Linked DNA regions of Drosophila melanogaster: all the other regions are linked to region 1. Evidence: chromatin contacts called from public Hi-C and targeted proximity ligation data. All regions are on one chromosome and are shown on one strand. The core of a region is the stretch at or near the end of the contact, and the rest is flanking DNA. Distances in the headings are between cores, read along the strand shown. Region 1 holds the start of dlp (dally-like). Region 2 holds the start of CG42507. Region 3 holds the start of CG13476.

What was found. Hi-C and Micro-C count contacts between places; a contact is called where the count stands out from the background.
Region 2: a Hi-C map of the Kc167 cell line shows a contact between it and region 1, with 3 times the contacts expected there. A contact is called at or near these places in 18 of 107 Hi-C or Micro-C datasets (the Clone 8 cell line, the D17-c3 cell line, the Kc167 cell line and 8 more) and 3 of 7 datasets of targeted methods (the Kc167 cell line and the S2 cell line).
Region 3: a targeted proximity ligation map of the Kc167 cell line shows a contact between it and region 1, with 2.1 times the contacts expected there. A contact is called at or near these places in 4 of 107 Hi-C or Micro-C datasets (the Kc167 cell line, the S2 cell line, leg imaginal disc and 1 more) and 2 of 7 datasets of targeted methods (the Kc167 cell line and the S2 cell line).

What each region holds. Positions count from the first base shown.
Region 1 is chr3L:14,629,808-14,634,450 of dm6, forward strand. dlp (dally-like) reads left to right here and starts at 2,794. Exons shown (of 8, transcript NM_206353.2): 1 at 2,794-3,575. The coding sequence starts at 3,266. RecQ5 (RecQ5 helicase) reads right to left here and starts at 2,270. Exons shown (of 5, transcript NM_168591.3): 1 at 2,074-2,270; 2 at 713-2,011; 3 at 1-385. The coding sequence starts at 2,176.
Region 2 is chr3L:14,755,809-14,760,451 of dm6, forward strand. CG42507 reads right to left here and starts at 2,154. Exons shown (of 7, transcript NM_001169973.2): 1 at 2,034-2,154; 2 at 1,096-1,522. Trl (Trithorax-like) reads right to left here. Exons shown (of 7, transcript NM_206360.1): 3 at 1,096-1,522. The coding sequence starts at 1,287.
Region 3 is chr3L:14,703,189-14,707,831 of dm6, forward strand. CG13476 reads left to right here and starts at 2,276. Exons shown (of 1, transcript NM_206354.2): 1 at 2,276-2,969. The coding sequence starts at 2,356. The coding sequence ends at 2,805. The region is part of intron 2 of ome (omega); the gene reads left to right.

The DNA of each region.
Region 1 (4,643 bases), core at 1,544-4,043:
TTTACTGACATTGCCTCATAGTCATTGTATTTTAATACACTTTTTGGCTGCTGCCCTGGTTCATCTTTGCACTTGTCTACATTGGCTTTGAGTGCGTCGATTAAAGCTGTCAAATATTTTTCCCGATGAGTGGCCTGAAGACCTGCGATTTTCTTTTCAGTGGCTTCTGCCATTCGAACGCGAGATATTTGAGCAATTGTTTCCTGTTCCAACTGCCTAGCTGCACTAATTTGCTTTCGAAGATTAAACTGCTGCTTAATGAAATCCTGTGATTCCTTTTTGGCTCTCTTGGCCATTGATGAGTGACTCTGACCAGAATCGTCATCTGAGCCAGATTCACCGCCTGCGTACTCCTGGGCAGCACGCTTTATACCTGGTCGGCCGCCTAGTAGGATATAAAAACAAGAGAGAGCGCTATACTCGACCTAATCGACTATAAGATACTTTTTGACATATAATTAAATAAAAAAAATCATTCCAGAGATCCCGCTAGGTCCTTAGACCTTGACGTTCATATGGACGGACAAACGGATGTCCAGATCGACTCGGATAGTAATCCTGGTAAAGAATATCCATACATAAACGCTTCCTTCTACCTGTTACATACTTTTCATCGAATCTAGTATAGCCTTTTACTCTACGAGTAACGGGTATAAAAATATGGCTTTAAGATCAGAAATAGCTAAAAAGATAACGAAGTTTTAAAACTCACCCTCATACAGATCTGCGCAATCCTGTAGCGAAATGTGCGACTTAAAGGCATCATCCATACATAATCGATGAAAAATCTCCAGTGCTTTTTCCGCTTTCTTGGGACGCTTGCAGACATCGCATTGCCCACTACAATCTGGAGTTGGATCTCCAAAGAAATCCGAAAAGAGTTTATGCCTGCAGGTTGTTCGCTCGCAGAATTCCGTGATCTTCTCAAATTGTTTGATAGCTCTCTCCGTAAGCAGCTCTTTGTCACCACGACCCCTGGCTCTGTGGGCATCGTTTTGAAGAAGGAAACGTATACTCCGGACGTCTTCCCGTCCGTAGTATAATCTACAATATGACTGCAAGCCATCGCGTCCAGCGCGACCAGATTCTTGATAATAAGCAGCCACATTTTGGGGTACATCCCAGTGGATAACGAAGCGCACACTTGGTTTGTCCACACCCATTCCAAAACTATTGGTTGCACATATAATGGGCTGATCACCCCGCATCCACGCTTCCTGGACTTCAGTACGTTCTCCTGTTTTCAGACCAGCGTGATAGGCTACTGCTCCGATTCCCTGTTTAGTTACCCCTATCGCCATGCGCTCCACTTGGTCTCGAGTCCGGCAATATACGATTCCGCAGCCTCTTTGTGGCTTGGGTGTATCCTTAAACTCCTTCGGATTGCCCAAGCAGTGTCTGGCGAAATCTGCCAGGTGCTGAAAGTCATCTTCGATAGAATTCTTGTAAACAATGTCATAGAAGAGGTTTTTCCTGAAGCTAGGAGTGCTAAATTGAGCCACGGGTTGGTGGAGGCGCAACTGCTTATATATATCCTCCTTGACTTCCCTTGAAGCTGTGGCAGTCAAAGCCAACCAGATGACGTCGGAATATTTGGAACGCAGCTCCCCCAGCTTTAGATAGTCCGGTCGAAAGTCATGTCCCCATTGGCTAACACAATGCGCCTCGTCGACTGCAAAGTAGGCAAGCTTATTGTGTTTATGGAGGGTTTGCAGCAGGTCTTGAAAAAACTTGGTGGCGGCCTGTTCCGGGGTTATGTAGAGAAACTTCAGGTTGGTTCTCACGGCCTTTAAGTCCATTATAACACGATCCCTTTCTTTGGTGCTCATCTTGGAGTTCAAAGAATCCGCCGGCACTTTCAGTTTGGTTAAATGATCTATCTGATCTTTAATCAAAGCCAAAAGCGGAGAAAAAACAATGGTTATTTGATTCTCTGACATCAAACCAGGCAATTGGAAGCACAGGGATTTACCCGAGCCCGTGGGCATCGACACATACACATCCTGCTTTTCTGTAAGAGAATTACGAGAGGTATTATCTGCGAGATTGGGTAAGAATTTGGCCAATATTCACTTTTAACAGCGCACTTCACGGCTTTTTCCTGTAGATCCGATTTGAATTTCGAGTGGCCAAAATGCTTTTTCAGCGCCTCGTGCACAGCGCTTTCATGCGCCATACTTGGGCTGTTATTTAAATTGCGTTTTATTTAAATAAACATTGTTTTGCTTCAGACCAAAACTGGTTGCCGCCAAAACAGCTGGTTTAGAGATGAACAATGCGGCTAGATAGTGGCTTTCGATAGTGTGGACCTTCCTTTATCGATGTCACATATTTCGAATAAATTTAGATGTCCACACTATTTGTTTTGTACACAAAATATTTTAAATGTGATTAAATAGGCATTCATCTCGCCTATAAGCGCGACATGGAAGTTTTACTTTTTGTGATTAAATTATTCAAAAACCATTTAGCTTACCAACCAATTAATAAATATACAGTCGTGTGTTTGCAAACAAAAAAAATTTATGGTATGTATAATTGTATATGTATAATAATTTATATGTATGTATGTATTAACAGGACCAATCTATTTCTTGTAAAACTTTCGTTATTTTATTTTTAAATTTCACAACTTTCTAACAAACGTTTCCCAGAATGGAATTCTCATAGCCTAGTGACACTGTACATACCTAAAAACGGTGTAAGGCGATAGACATCGATAGCCGCGGTCACCAATCGATAAGCGCAGGCTGAAAAGAATCGACGGTAAGCAGTCGAAATTCAAAGAGACTTCTCAGTCAAAATTTTATAGCCGACTCGCGAGCACGCGCTGTGCTGCTTCTTCCTGCGTTGCGCGCTTTGCTTTCAATTCGCCTTTCGTCGTCGCGGGTGCGTGTGTGTTGGAGCGAGTGCGTCTATGTGCAGTGCGTGTGCCGCTATTTGTTAATTGTTAATAATCCCGATTTAATAACACCCGACAACCATGTTGCACTTCAATTGCTTCTGAACGCAAAATGCGCACTGATAAACGCAAACGACAAAAATAAGTTTCATAATAATAATAATGCCGGCAAACAAAGCGGTGTATTAGTGTGCGTATTTCAGTGTGGGTGCCTGCGTTTGCCAAAATTATTTACCGCAAAAAGAACAAACACAGTCAAAACGATTTGAATCCCAATCGAAACTAAACGACAACAAACGCCGGTGAAATTAGCCCTGTCTCTCGCTCTCTCTTTCCCCTTAAAATAAAGAAAGAGTTATCAAAATGCTACATCAGCAGCAACAACAACAACATCTGCATTGCAGAAGAAAAGCTACAGCAACAACAACTGCCCGCCTTGTGATATTCAGCAGTCCTCTTCTACTATTACTACTCACCACCCACTTGCCGCCCACCTTACAAGCGGACAATGGCCCCGCCCCCCAAGTGGCCGCCCTTGCCGCCCCCAATCCGGCGGGTGGCGTAGCAGGGTCTTCGATCATCGATCAATTCAGTCCGAATTGCAGTGCTGTGACACACATTTTCCAAGCGAGAGGAATCGATGCCATCGAAATTCCCCAAAAACCCAGTAACGGTATGTCCGATATTATATACCAATGGCTTAATAAATACCTGTCGAGAAATATTTATTATTGTAAATATTTAAATTTTAAACAAAGTTATAATTACTTCTTGTGGGTGAAATGTTCAGATCATAAAAATTTTTTTTTAATTTTGAAATACGCTTTAAGTGAAGGATATTAAAAAAAAAACTTAAAGATATTTTCAAGAACTCTGGTACTTTAGTAGGCTTATTATAACTTATTGCCTTCCCATATGGTGTCATTCAAATAGTACAAATTTTAATTTGTAGCGATGTTTAAAGTGCGAAATGGTTGAGGTAGTGCCATTCTTAATGCAAAAAAGATAAGAAAATCCATATCGTGGCAATCAGATCTTTTAAAATGTATACTTACATTGATATATGTAGTATGGAAAAGTATGGTTAGTATGGAAAAATGGACTATAATCTTTAATAAAGTTATTTAATAAGCTTAAAGACCATATTATTTATCCAATGGAATTAAAAACTCAAAGCAACTAATATTGGTATTACCCGAAAAAGAATCCGTATATTTCATAACAATAGTAAATTGCCGGAGATAAGAAACAAGTTTGATTCGCAAAGGAACAAAGAGAACTCGTGTATAAATTGGACGATTCCGTGATTCATTCTGTTCCTTCAACGCGCCTGCAGAGCTCCCTCCACTCCCTCCGCCCCCTGAAGGAAATAAAATTCCAGGCAAATCAACTCGAAATGCGAATAAGCAGCAGCACAAGACAGGCTCTAAATAAGAGAGAGTCCGTCGCGGAGAGCGTGTCCATCCCAGAGATCTTGGCGCATGCGTCGCCTGCTCATCGCAGCCCCCATTTCTGCCCCCGGTCCATTCCTACCCAGTGGGGGCAAAGGGTTCCAGTTTCCAAGACCAGTCCAATAGGCAGGAGCAGCCGCAGCGAAAAATCTCAAGAAATTCCTTTTTGATGAACAAAAAAAGGAAATAAAATGAGAAGAGCGCGGGCATACAGTAGAGCATCGTTGGCGTGAACTGCGTGAATTACCTTTTATATGTTTATGGGATATGCTATAAGAGTTATTTAAAAC
Region 2 (4,643 bases), core at 904-3,403, 130 kb after region 1:
CGACAGAGTGGCGGAAAAGCGTCAAAGTTAAAGTGCAAATGAGTTGTTAAAAAGTACAGTATCGCAATACAGCTCATGAAAAAACTTGCAAGCTCCATTTAAAAGTGCGCCTTCCTAATATGAAATGCTTTAGTTTATAGAAATACGGGTTGGATTCGATACGAGGGAAGCGCACCAGACAGGCTTGCTTATCTTTGGTACAATCTGGACTTGGTCACTATGTTATAAGTTTAAATAAAGATTTGAAGTAGATAAGTCTATTAAAGTCCAGGAACTTTTAATTGAGCGAAGTTTGCTGTTAGACAATCAATCTAGCAATCTAAAATGGTGACATACAAAATACAAAAGACTTAGCTTAGGAAATGGGTTAAGGAAATCAAACCAATCAATACAAATTTAATTTTAATTATCTTTGTATATGTATCCATATTCCCCCCAATATTTCAAGTTCCCCCTAGCCAGAGCCAACTGTACAGTTCTGTCTGTGAAGAAAGAGGTCGCGCTCGTGTGCACCCAACAACAGCAAGAACCAAAAGGCAAGACGAAAGCTCCAACCATCCAACAACTACAACAGTTGCCGCGCTGCTTTTGGCGCTCTCGTTTGCGCTCGCTCTAACACATGCGATTTAAAAGTTGGCGCACCAGCTTTCGGCTCTCCCCTCTCTGTTACACCACCGGGCCCAAAACCACTTTTCTGTCGACCGAACCAACTGGTTCTCTCGCTCTCTCCCTCTCTGTCTGCGCTCTGTCTCTACGTCTCACTCTCTCGTTCTCCGGTGAACTTTGCAACAAGAAAAAGCTGATAAGCAAGATAGACGGCGGGAATGCGGGGGGCGGAGCCACTCATTCAACTCAATTGACAGTGGAAAACTTGTACAAAAATCTCTAGACAACTTTTGGAGCGGAGCGTAAATCTGCGTTATTTATACATATGTATGCATTTGCGTGCGAGTGTCAGTTTCTCTGCGCTCCAAACATTAACCTATTTCTGCGATTGGATTTCTCTGTTTACAAACTGTACGAAACGTTTGAGGTTATGTACAAGCTCTCTTATTGAAAGGTGTTTTAGGCAGTGTTTCCGAACCGAGCACTTACCTTTAGCAAGTCCAGCAGAAAGGGGGAGGCGGCGCACAGGACTATCTTGTGGGCGGGAAAACTCCGCCCGCCGGCGGCCAACGTGCAATCGACGAGGTCGCCATGGCAGCGCAACAATTGGATTGCCGATACGAGGCTGGTGCCGTAATCGCCCCAGGTGAGCGAATACAGCGAATTCATTGGCAGCGACATCAAAGCGGTCGCGTCCAAATCCAACAATTGTTGTTCCTCCCCAGCGTTGCTAGCGTATTCGCTGCTATTTGTCTCCAACACGACGATTTAATGTTTAACGGTTACGGGGAAAATTCTCTTCAAGTTGGGATTTTTCGCAAAAATCCCCTTTCTACTCCTCCTCCACGACGCCACTGCTTTTCCAACTCCCTTTGCTCTTCCTCTTCTTGCTGCTTGGCGCGCTGCTTTCTCGAAACTGAAATGAAAAATGGAAAAGAAAAAGAGTACAGACGTTAGTTATTAGCTCTCTCTCTCTCTCTCTCTTTCTCGGTCTCACTCTCCCGCTCTCGCACTCTTTGGGGGCCAGAGCGCGCGAGAGCGAGACAACGCATGTGTGTAGGCTGCTCACAGGAATTTTGTTGTTGGAGAAGACTTTTTCACAAGGGGACTGACAACTAGTATACAATTGATGTTTCAAAATTCGTTGCTGCCCACAAAAATCACACAAAAATAGCGCGCCACATTTAAAAACGCCAACAGCACACACACGCGCACAAACTCAGACAGACGGACAGCCGACACAATCACATTTTTTAATACACAGTACAGTCAAGCCATGAGACACGCATTTAATTTTTTTTTGTCACTCAGTTATTTTGTTCGTTTTATAATCGCATGTCTCTTGATTTTGTTATTGTTTTCCCGCTCACGGAGCGCACTTTTTTTGTTTGTTGGTTCGGTTTTGGTTTGTGAAATTATCTTCTCACCGGAGCGCAAAAGAAAATTTCAGTGGCTGTGGGTGATTTTGTGCCTTCTCTTTCTCTTGCCCGTACGCTTTTTTCTCCTGCTTGTTTGTCCGCTCGCCAACGTTGGATAACTCGAACTGAGACTGAGTAAATGGTTTCGATCGAATTTCGCTGCTCCGGCGCTGCCAGCGCGGCCAGTTTTTCAGTTCTCTACTCGGGGAGAAAATGTGTAATTTCTGTACTGCTGGTGGTGGTTATTTTGCGTGCTGGTGTGCGTGCGCGCCTGTATCTGTGTATCTATGAGAGAAGTGACCTGCCTGGCAACGCTCTTTGAAGTACAGTTGTCGAGCGGCATTGCCAGATGGAGCGCAGGAAGAGTATTTTTAGGATGGAGAGGAGAGCAAGACGGCAAGACAAAAAAGTCGGCAAGATAGTAAACAAAACTATAAAAGGTGGTAAATATTGAATGATGGAAATATTCTGGGCCGACTTCACGGATGAAAAACACATGTGTCCGACCGGTTGGAATATCAGAGTGCGATAAGAAAAAGGTCAACGGGATCCGTAGGTTCCGGTTCTATAACTATCGGATCCGGTATCAAAATATTCAACATTTTCTTATACTACTCCACTCTGAATAAGCTCAAATTTTACAGTTTAAAAATGAAGGATAAACAATTCAGAACGTTTTTGAATTATTCTAGCTAAGGTATCGAGCAATTGTATTAAAAATAAATTCCAACATTAGCTATGATTAAATCGATAAGCAGATTTTCGTAGAACGAGTCCCTAATCTAACAATTTATTATGTTTGATCACCAAAATCTAGAAGGGTATTGGGTTCAGAATAAATTACTTTCAGTTTTCTTTTTAAGATACCAGATTCCATTTTTCTGGGAACAAGTGTAATGCTACTGAGGGTTACACAGGAATCAAAAGAATCTGATAGGTTTAGATTAAAATAGACATGTATCGGGACTGGGTTTCTCTTCGGTTCCGAAATATTAACAGATCCTGTGAAAGTAATAATAACAAATGGTAGAAAAGCCGGTTCGCTCTTACGCTCTACATTCTCTTTCCCCTGTCTCTAACTCTCCTCTCTCCTTTCGAATCCAATCCAATCACCTGTTACTTTTGACACATCTCAGAGACCGAGACCCTACGGGGTAAAAACATATAGCCAGTCTCATTCTCGTATGCAGATCAAGTCCAGCTTAAGAGCGGAGAGACCCCGCGATAGGGAAGTTAGTCGAATTTGGAATTGAAGGAGAAGGAGAGTGGCACTTCTAGCCAACGCTCAGAGAAGAAAGTAATATAAAGTGAGCGAGTGTCCAAATTTTTAAGATTACAATTTTCTCTGTTATGATGCTGCTGGGCAGGGAAGGGGCCATGAGAAATGCCGTTCGAAATGCCCCTTTAAAGTTCCAATCGGCGTTAAAGCAGTGAGCATGTTTCATGTTTCGTAGCTGGCAATACCAACCAACGGAGCATGATGTGAGAATGAGGGAGAGCGTGCGCGCTGGGGGGTGTTGGTGGTGGGTGACTCGGCAGAGGTGGAGGAATGAGTGCAAACCAAGCACAGTGGGATACAAAACATAAGTGGTAGGAATAGAATTACTATGTAAAATTTTGGAATACATTGTATAACTGGTTTTTGTAAACAAATTGTATAAGCGTTACTGGACTATTTTTTCCATTGGCTAGTTTTTATAGTGCGTTTGGCCGTACGTTAGTTAAAGATTTTCAAATTAAATTTTTGTATTTTATTAAAATGTATGAAACTTTAAAACATTAAAACTTTTAAACAACGCTTTTGTCCCACCGTGCGCCAGCTCGACTGTTTGAAATTCGAACGGCGCGGCACGACTTTTGCCTGGCCTTCCCCACCGCGCCTTATCACGTTGTTTCTATTAAAAAAAACTGAATATACTTGAAACGAACGCAAAACATGAAGAATTCAGCACAAATTTGTTGAAAACAAATACGCAAATGTATGCGACTTATTTGCCTATCGCCGCTTGCCTATAGATGTATGTACATACATATGTATGTATGTGTGCTCTGGCGTTTGATGGGGGCCATCGAATTATAACCTCATTTTGTATAACTAATTCATTTAACAAAATTTAATGGGAAGCGACGAATGACTCCCGCCTAAAAACCACAACAATGGACCCTGAACGGAGTGGCGAGCAAACATCTCGAGTTGGATGTCGTGGTCATAATAAACCGATTTACCATGTGCACTGTGTACAATTTCCAACTGTGAGTGGGAGAAACCGTTTCTGGCGCTGCTCCTGCCGCTCAGAGCGGGACGGCGAAACGTGGAGAGGCCGCCAGAGAGGGGAGGAGCGGTGGGGAAATGGGACGGAGCGGGAGCGTAGTTTCTCCGGCATTGTATTCAATTTCCACTAAAAAATAAACCCAATTCGGCGCCAAAAACAAAACCCGTGCTCACGGAAAGCCCACTCTCTCCCGCTCAGTCTTAAAAAAATAAGATTCTTTGGAGCCAAAAAAAAAAATACACTGGTCGAAATTAGATGTCCTCCCTTGAGCCCAAAATCGTATCAATGCGTCACAGATGTTCAGAACAAATAAAAGTTGGTGACTAAAGTGTTAATCTCTACCCAT
Region 3 (4,643 bases), core at 1,026-3,525, 73 kb after region 1:
TAGTGAACAAAATATTACAAAATCTAAAACATACATAATGTTAATTTATTTCTCACCGAATTTTATTTTACTTTCAGGTGAGTTCAATCTTGTTATTAAGTATATTACATCGATACGGAGCCAATCAAATTATGACGAATTTATCAAGAGGTATTTACATGTTAATAAACTATAACTATTTTATTAAGATATACATAATTTAATTATTTAAATATTACTAAGTAGATTTAAATAAAATATTTGGAAATGAACACTTGGGTGTTCACAACTTTAGTTTTAAAATACATTTCTTGGGTTGATTTTGATTTTTATTGATTTTATTTCAATACCAATATCTAGAAGATCTGTCATCTTTCTATTGACCCAAATCACCCTACTCTCTCTGACCTATAACATCTGGTTTATCGAATTTTTCCGTCAATTATGTTGGTTTCTGTGAAAAAGGTTGCCATGATTGAATTACCATAGGATTTCAACAAAATATGTGTCGCAGTATGAAGACCTTGCCGAAACTTGATAAGCAAGCACAGGCAGAGAAATAAATAGTCCCTTTTCTTTTCAAGCCGCAATAAATCACCTGCCAACCGCACATCAATTTTAGAAAGCTCCAAATGGGGATGCAAAATAATCAAAAGCGCAGAACCTTAGTTAACTGCTATATTTCAGCCAATCAATCAAACTGGTTTCAATTATTTTTTCATACATATTCAGGTTTATAGTGTTTATATGTAAGGTGTTTGTAGGTTCTTTATTGAGGCAAATATATATAAAAGAAAAAAAATAAATAAATAAGGTACATTTTGAACTTCACTATAAACAAAAGTCAACACGTCCTTAGTCTCTTAAATATGAATTCGACTTTAAAATCGAATAGTATTTGCAATCCACATCAGAAATAAAGTTCTCTTAATTCAGACTAACAAAAAAGATTGATGTTCTTATATATGCATTCACATAAGTTCGACATGGAAGAAAAAATAATCGGAAAATTGCCAAAGCTTCTTCCTTTTCAAAAAGTGTTCTGCATTTGTGTGGGTATAAACGTGTCCTTGTGAGTGTCTGCACTCATGCATAGAAATAAGCCGATAAAACCCTGACAATTGTGTCATGGAGTAGCGTTTTAGTTTTGGGATTGGACTTAATGCCTCTTGACTTCAATTTGCATAGTCGGCTTAGCAACGTTCGTGCAATGATTGAATGACAAATTGATAGAATTCGGCATTTACCAGTTGACAGCTAAGGAAGAGCTTTTTCCGGTCGGAGGAAACGGAAGAAAAGTTAAACCGATGATGGAGATTTCAGTTCAAATTCTGTTTGAGCATGATTTAATTATCGTGCCGGTTAAAAAGGACTTTTCATTTGCCTACAACAATGTTCACAACGAGTTGCGCCTTTTTAATTATAAAAATCAAAATTCATGAAAAGCTCTTAGAATATAGAGATATGATCTTTTAGTGTTTAAATCTCTTGAATGCGAGTATAACATAATATATATATAAATAGGCTTTTCATCATCACATATAGATGATTTAATCCTTCTTCTCCAACAAAATTTTAAGCCATTCCCAACAAAGTTGTTAAATTGTTAACAAAGCGAACATTTTCACTCAAAAAACGCCCCTATCGCATTGACTCTGACCTAGACCGCAAGCCGTTTAGATCCCGCAGGACTTCCCATTAATCCAATTAGGGCTGAACATATTTGCTTCTCATTAAAAATGAAATCCTTTGCTTTGGACCGGAATCAAGAGCTTTGACCAATTACCAAGCGTTTTTTCATTTACGTTCGCACATTCGAAATAAAAAATTAACCAGGAAGGTCGCAGATAAAGGCATTGACAGAGCAGCTTAGAAATCTCTTTGTCAGCAACTTAAATGAAAATTAAGACATCTGCTTTCATTTAGCTTAAGTGCTTATCTTGCGAAGGACGCAAAGGCAAAGGACACGTTTGCCCACAGGACAATCAATTATGAATGCAACACCGAGCACCATCAGCTTGGCAAAATAGTCTGTAATAAAAGTTAGGTTCATGAGGAGTGCGATGCTTTTGGGCGGCTAATGATGATAATTATATGTTTTAAGTGACATTGATTTGTCGCCTTCAGGATGGGCCGGGAAATTCCCATGATGTTTAATTCATTAGCCAGCTAATCGGCTTACTCTGATAATTAATATAATTGATGTCAGTCATCTTATTGTAGCGCCACCCAAGCAGGCTACTCATTCCCAGTTGCCTCTGTGTCATTTCTATGGATCTAAAATAGGTTTCCCAGTACTATTGACGCCCTGAAAGTAATCAGATATTCACACATAAAATAAATTCAAATAAAATCTGTATATTTTGTACGCTCACAATGAACATGAGGGGAATGGCCAAGCGTTCTATTTGGCTGCAATGTCTTCGGGAAAATGCCACCAATATGCGCCTGGAGCACGAGGATCTGGGACGTCGCATTGCTGTTTCTTTGGCCAGTTCCCAGAAAGCTCTAGTTGATATCGAAAACTTGAATCAAGAGCTGTTAAAAATGAAGGACACAATCCATAATGCCATTTCCAATGTTATGGGCTACGAAAAGAAGTGTTGTGAATTGCTCCTGGAAATTTTGATTAAAATAGTTGAGAACAACGACCTGGATGCCGAACTAAATCCCAAAATGATCTCCAAGGCGTTTCTCGACTTGGATCCGAGTTCCGACGAGACAGAAGTTCTGAATGACCGTAGTCTTGCAGCGTCTGATTTTAATCAGCAATATCCAAAAGATGTGCCGGATTCTATTGATATAAACATAACAGAAGACCAGTAACCATTTTAAATAGGATCCAAGACCGCACCAATTCGATTACTAACGTCTTAATTTAATGCGTTGTCAATTCCACCTCACACATTTAAAAGGAATAATAAGGTGGTCAGGGCTACAAATGTTTTATATTTTTTATCGATTCAATTAAATTTGCATGGTGAAATGACAAAACCCATTGTCTCTTTCTTCAGTTTATAGTTGTGGGAAAGTTTCTAAGACGTTCGAAATGTTAAAACCCTTGAAACGAAAAAACTTAGGATGACCATAAAAATACAAAATTATGAACAGAAAGAAAAGAGAAAAGCACGCCAACATCCGCACAAATTGTCCTGCAGAAAAGTCAAGACAAAATCACGTATACGCACTGTGACAACCCACAGCCTGGGTTAAAGACAATCCCAACTGGTAATCCAAGTCGTGTGCGTAGCCAGCATCCATGTTCCTAAACAATTTGTCGGCGATTTGTCGGCAAACTTGAGCCATATACGCCACACATACGCACCGAGTGAGCCATATTGCACATACGCCCCGTGTGACCCACAGAGGAATACAAAGAGTAACGAGGTTAAGTGACCCAACCAGCAAAACAACCTGTTGACTCAGGCTCTCTGCTCTCTCACTCAAAGCAAACTCACTCATCGGTGGGTTTGTTTTGCTCCGCTCTTTCGCCGGTAATCGGCAATTGGCACTCATTCCACTGCTTTTTCATACTCACTCCGAGTGCTTTTGCCTTGGCGACGGTTCTCCAGCTGCGGTTGAGCTCAGTTGCCGCTTGTCAGTCGCCACGTGCGGTTCGGTTTCGGTTACGGTTGCGGATCGGGATTCCTCAGAAAGTCTGCGCCGTGCTACAAATCCAGTTTACGTCGCATTTTTCGAGTGGGAGTAAGCGTAAGTGACGTTCGCGTGCCTAAAGTCAGTTTGGATGGGGGAGAGATGCAGATAAAGATAAAGTTCGATCCGGAATAAAATACGACGGAGATACATTTCAATGGAGTTCAATTTCAAATGAAGCTTTTTAATTGGCTTTTGAATTTTTGAAAGACACTGCAAAACAAATCAATATACAAATTTTCAAAAAGTATATAAATTGCTTGGAATAAATTTGCTTTCCACAAATACAATTTTAATATAAAAGTTAAAACTTGTCATGTGAAAAACAAAAATTTTGTGCTTGTAGTAAAAATTGCTAGTAAATATATAAATATTTTGATAAACTATAAAATTGTTCTCCCCATCGGATTTTGTTTATATTCTGGTCTCCCCCATTCGGTTTCCATTCAAATTAACTAGTTCTGCAATTCTCACTTTGACTTCTGACATCGGCTGTAATCAAATTTTGCCTTTCATTTACAACTTGTTATAATTCCGGTGCCGTTCGCAACCGGAAACGTGCTCGCCGCCGTTTTGTCTACGCCACAAAACAGCCAAAGCCAGCTGAAGAAAAAGGAAAACATGAAAAGAAACAAAGCCAAGAGTAAAATAAACTTTGCCAGCTAAATATTTCTTTGGCATTCCGGTTGCAGAATTTCTTGCTTACAAAAAAGGCAAAGGGAACAACATCGAAAAATAACAAATGCATGTGAAGACATTCTGTTCGCAGTGCCATGAAGTGGTTAGAATCTTGGCTTGCACTTGTCTAAACAAAATATATACATACGTTGTGCATTTATGAATATAATATGTGGAGCATCCTTGGCTGGCTGCCGAAATGACAAAATGATGCATTAAACTAATTGGAAAAACTTTGGGTGTTTTCAGTGAGTGCTCAGCGGAGCTGAAAAGAATCTGAAAGAAGTGAACAAAGGAGTGTGTGTTGTGGACTAGAAGTGATTGAATTTTAA